Regions from separate parts of the Oryctolagus cuniculus genome. Here region 1 is linked to region 2. Evidence: chromatin contacts called from public Micro-C data. All regions are on one chromosome and are shown on one strand. The core of a region is the stretch at or near the end of the contact, and the rest is flanking DNA. Distances in the headings are between cores, read along the strand shown.

The links. Hi-C and Micro-C count contacts between places; a contact is called where the count stands out from the background.
Region 1: a Micro-C map of ear pinna shows a contact between it and region 2, with 5 times the contacts expected there. The contact joins the promoter of XPOT here to the promoter of SRGAP1 in region 2. A contact is called at or near these places in 4 of 6 Hi-C or Micro-C datasets (ear pinna, embryonic fibroblasts, psoas muscle and 1 more).

The regions. Positions count from the first base shown.
Region 1 is chr11:66,563,942-66,566,641 of mOryCun1.1, forward strand. XPOT (exportin for tRNA) reads left to right here and starts at 1,283. Exons shown (of 25, transcript XM_051845640.2): 1 at 1,283-1,422.
Region 2 is chr11:66,040,239-66,042,938 of mOryCun1.1, forward strand. It overlaps SRGAP1 (SLIT-ROBO Rho GTPase activating protein 1), which reads left to right and starts at 1,415. Exons shown (of 21, transcript XM_070052569.1): 1 at 1,415-2,257. The coding sequence starts at 2,191.

The DNA of each region.
Region 1 (2,700 bases), core at 33-2,532, 520 kb after region 2:
ATACTAGATAAGCTATATAAACTTTGTATGATATTTAACATATGAAGTATGTATAAAATCCATGTACAAAGTAAAAAAAAAAAGGCAAGGAAATCCAGTTACAAAACAACATAGTGAATTCTTTTAAGATGAGACAGTGAAATATGCTAAACATATCACACAATGCAAAGCCACTTGAACCAGGATTATTACCGAGCTTCCACAGTCCATAGCTGACCATCACAGCTAATGGAATAATTCATGCAACTCATTTATTGAGTTGTAACTACAGATTGGCACCGGTGTTGGCTCTAAGGGATACACTGAAACACACAGGACAGGAATCCTAGCCCAACATTTTAAACAGTAAGTTAGACATGTGATGCAAAAGTGATTAAAAATATTTTATATATGAGTTGCCTAATGCAGTATCATGCACACGGGATGACTAAATAAATGTAGTTGTAACATTAGTTTTATTCCATTTCTCTCCCTTCCAATTCATACTGTATAGTCAACAATGAGACCTAGAGACTGAGCATTACAGTGTGCCAAACACGTGCATTAGCTCAATTCTCACAGCTCTTGGAACCTGGAACTGAGAAGACCTCAAAAGGTTTGTGTAAAACAGAAGGTTTATTTTGGTGCAAAAGTTTTTTGAAATCCACGCATACTCCCTTCACTAGTACCCCCATTTTAGATATGCAAGTTAAGGAATGCGCCTAAGGGCAACTATGAGGCGGGGCCTGGGACTCAATTCCGTGGAGCTGGAGACTCAGTACCTCTGCGCTGCACTAACATATTAAAAAACTGGACATTTGGTGCCACCAAGAGAACTTAGGAGTCGGGCTTCCTAGGAGTACTCTGCTCCCTTCCCCGTACAATTTAAAACGACGTGCAAAACTTGTCAGCACTCAGCGGATGCTCACACCCCTGAACTCGGGTCACGTGGGACCACACGAAAGGAATTAAACTTCTGCCTCACACGTGATTTGAACCACGTCGCCGACGTTTCCGAAACTCTGTTCTCTAACCTACCAACTGCTGCACGAAGCCTTCACCGAACGCTCGGAGACAACCGGACCGCACGGCTCAAAGGCCTGCCAGGACCCGGGAAGAGCCCTGAGCGTCTCGGGGCCAGATGCTTCGTCCCGGCATGCACCACACAGGCCCGGGCGACCACGCCGCCCGGAAGCGCCGCCTGCCCGTTGCATGCTGGGAGTTGTAGGCCCCCGGCCGCAGCCCGCGGGCGGCCGTCTGTACTCTCCATGAGGCTGCTGGCGCTAGCCCGCGCGGCACCGACGCGGGGAGCGCGCCTCGCGCTGACTCAGCGGCAGCGGCGGCGTTAGCCGGCCCTCGCGCTCTTTCCTTTCCTGGGGCGCCGACCCCGCCCGCCTGCTCGCTGGCTTGCCTGCCCCGCGCCACGCAGGAGAAGGCGACAGGGTACGCGACGCGGTGAGAGGCGCGCGGCCGGCTCGGTCCCCGGCGTTGGCTCTGCTGTCGTGGCGGAGGACTACGGCGACAAGGACGAGGGCCGCTTTCCCTGCGCCCTGCGTGCAGCGCCGCTCCGCTCGGCTCACCGGCCCTGGGCAGTGCAGGCGGACTGGCGAGATGGAGTGATAGGGAAGGTGACTTGGGGCTCGGGGGGCAGTGGGACATGGCTCCGACTGGGTCCGCGCGTGGCTGCGAGGAAGTTGGCCAGGGCGGCCCGGCCCGGGGGAGCCCCGACGCCTGGGAGGGGTGCAGGCCGGGGACCCTCCATGGCGGTGCTGCTTGGGGCCGGGCGGACCAGGTGGGGGCGGGTACGAGCCGTGGCCGCCCGAGGCCGGCTGTTTCATCACCCGAGTTGCCACGAGGCTTCCTTTTGGGGAGAGATCCAGGGAACGGATGAAGACCAGGCCTGCCGACGAGGGTCGGCATCGCCTGTGGCCCCCACCCCAATCATGGTAGTTGGAGCCTGTCCCGCCCATTTCAACGCAAAGACCTCAAACTTGATAAGGTCCTCCCGCCCGCTCTGGGGGAAAGGAGGTAAAGGGTTTTTTCTGCGTAGTAATTTGCCAGCAGGACGCTCCATATCTTCTGCTCCCTTCCTCCCAGTCCTGCAAGAGGAGAGAAGCGTGATGCTTCCCCGTAACCAGAAAAACGAGTACTTTTTGAGAGCGCTAATTAGTGGTTACTGGGGGAAGTTGCGTTTTATGAAAGCGACTTGGCATGGTGTTAAAAGGCTGGAACGATGAACGCCTGGCTTTTGAACCGGTCTTCGGTGGGTGTGGAGGAATTTTCCCGAACTGTTGGATGCCCAGTAGCCGTCCAGAAAAAAAAAAAAAAAAAGTTAGGGTTTAGTAGTTGTGTTGCTGGCCTGCACCTCGGAGAGGTGCCCGATTGAGACCACGCTGTTAACCGGTGTTAGCGGCTGCACAGCCAGGTGTGGCGGTCGAGGGTAGGTGCTCCTGCATAGCCTTGTCTGGGAAGCTTGTCGCTCCTTCTCGCCAAGTGCAGCTTGGCGGTTGTTGGCGCACATGTAGGTGATTGACCACGTTCCGTTGCCTGTGGTTATCCAGGTGCCTTTCCTGTGGCGATTGCTGTGGAACGGACAACTGTAACGAGTTTGTTTCCTTACTTTGTTTATTGGCTGAGTTTTCCTTAGCACCACTGTTAAGTTTCGGGGTGCTTGGATCAAGTCCAGCAGTTTTCCCTAAAGCCTTGGCAAATGCAAGGAAG
Region 2 (2,700 bases), core at 165-2,664:
ATATGTGTACATACAAACATATGCATATGCCTTTTGTCAGCTTCAGTTCCAGGCCCCATACTTTTGTGGAAGACATCTTGCAGCCTGTTTGCAATTTCCCCAGAGTATGATGCTCCTCCTTCTCTCTGGATGCAACCCTTTGCCTCCCTGCTTAATCCTCAGCCATCTGTTCATTCCTCAGCCTTTACACCCAGTTCAGACTTGGACTCCCCCGAAGCCCTGACACAAGTGCAGTCCGTTTGTCCTTCTCACTCCCCTTCCCCAAGCCCGGCACTGCTTGTAAACACTTATTGGGCCAGCGCTATGGCATAGCTGTTAAAGTCACTGCCTGCAGTGCCAGCATCCCATGCGGGTGCCAGTTTGAGTCCAGGCTGCTCCACTTTCGATGCAGCTCCCTGCTAATGTGCCTGGAATGCAGAAGATGGCCTGGGTGCTTGGGCCCCTGAACCTACGTGGGATACCTGTAAAAAGCTCCTGTCTGGGTCCTGGTAGCCATTTGGGAAGTGAACCAGAGGATGGAAAACATCTCTCTCTCTCTGCCTCTGAAACTCTGCCTTTCAAAAAGATAAATAAATCTTTTAAAATAATTACTTATTTATCCAACAGACTACGAATCCCCATCTCTGAATCCCTACAGTGCTGTTTGGTGTTTGGCCCGCACGGAGCATTCCCAAGGTGTATCCACTGTATACATGGATGAATGACCACAAATCTCTGAAGATTTCGCAGGGGGAAAAACGTTTGGGTGCTGGACACGCCTTTGGTCACAACCACTTGGACCAATCCGGCTCAGAGTGTGGTTGATAGATGTTCTTCCTGCCCTCGATGGAAAACCTTCGGGCTCCTCTACGGTGCTAAACAGCAGGATCCTACACAATCCAGGCTCGGTTTTCCTACGGGAGCCCGACACCTCGAGGTCCCCCCCCCCCGCCCCCGTCCCCGTCCCCCAGGTTACGGCAACGTCCAGCTCTGGACTTCTCCACGGGATCCTGCAAGGCGCCCTGCCAAGGAGCCCACCCTCGGCCAGGAGGGGGGTTTTCCAGCTGCCGGGGGCAGCGATCCTGGCCTCCGCGCGCCGCACAGGGAGGCGCAGGGGCGCCGCCCACGGCCGCCCGGACCCGGCGCCCGGGGCCCGGCTGCGGTTGGCCACAAGAGGCATCCATCTTCCCAGACGAGCCCGGCGTTTCCTTGCCGAGCGGGCGGGGGCGAGGGCGGGGAAGGGCACTGGCCTCCCGCCCGCCTCTCCCGCGAGCCCTGCCCCGCCTCGCGCAGCCCCGAGCGGCCGCCGCCGCCGCCCGCAGAACGCTGGCTGGGGCGCCCGCGAGCCGCGGGCCGAGCGCGCGTCAACTTTGCTGCCGCCGGGGGCGCGGCTGCCCCGGGTGCGTGCGCGAGTGTGCTGGTCCCCGGCGGCCTCCTGGGGGCAGCCGCGGAAAGGCGGACGAGGAGAAAAGAGGCAGCCTCGGCGCCCCGTGGCCAAGGAGGCAGAGGCCGCTCCCGGCGCCGGCACCGGAGATCTGAAGTCCGCGGGGGCTGCGCCCGGGGCGCCTTCGAACATCGCAGCCGCCACCCTGCGGGTCAGCAGCGGGAACTCGCTCCAGGACCACGGTTTCCCTTCGCCTGCCGGGGCGATCGCAGCCGGGTTTGCAGGCGGCGGAGCATCCCCAGCCCGGGCGGGACCGTTGAGCGCCGGAGCCGGCGGCTGGAGGCAGGAAGGGAGGGTCGAGCGCCCGCCCTCCGCGACTAGCCCTGCCCCGGGCGCCCCGTGCGGGTCTCTAACAATGGTGTGGAGCGCCGGCGCGATCCCCGCGTCCGCCCAGCGCTCGTAGAGGAAGTGGCCCGGCTCCGGGTGGGGAGGGCAGGGAGACGCCCCCCGCCACGCGCTCGCCGGAGTTGGACCGCGCGCGCGTCCGGCCTCTCCGGCCGCGAGCCCCGGGCCCCCGGGGGGGATCGCCCACGGCGGCTCTAGCGCGAGAGTATGGTGCCAGCGCCCGGGTTGATCTAGTCCCCGGCTTGCTCCTGGGTGCCTCCTCCTCCTCCTCCTTCTCCTCCTCCTCCTCCTCCTCTTCCTCCTCCCCTCCCCTCCCTCCTGCCGGCGCCGCCTCGGCTTCTCGGCCGCGGTGGTCCCACTCTCCGCTGCGTGACCACTGAACGGAACTTGCCCACCGCAAGCCAGCCCGGAACAGCCGGAGAATGTCCACCCCGAGCAGATTCAAGAAGGACAAAGAGATCATAGCCGAGTATGAAAGTCAAGTCAAAGGTAAGGATGGGAGCGGCCGCCTGGCTCCTTTTGTGTGCCTTCTTGTCATTGTGTGGGGGAGTTGGGTTTCTAACTTGGTGTCTGCGTGGGAGGAAGGCGGCGAGGGTCAGCCCGAGCCCCGGCCGGGCCACCGGGGCGCTTCCTGCAGCCCAGTCCCCATCCCAATCCCGAGAAACCCACAGGGAGCAGGAGACCGGCTGGCGTCTCCCAGCTGCCGGCCCGAAGCTCTGGTCGGGGGAAGAGACTGCCTTTAACTTAACCACCTTGGGCTGTGCAACTTACCTGGGGAGGCAGGGAGGCAGGCGGCGCCGGTAATCCCAGACCGCTTCCCACCGTGGTTCATTCATTCATTGCTTTTAGAGGATACCATTGTCACAACATGGAATGGAGTCATTTTTGTGAAGTCTGAACACCAAGGGTCTGGAGCCTCGTGGAGTGCGGGC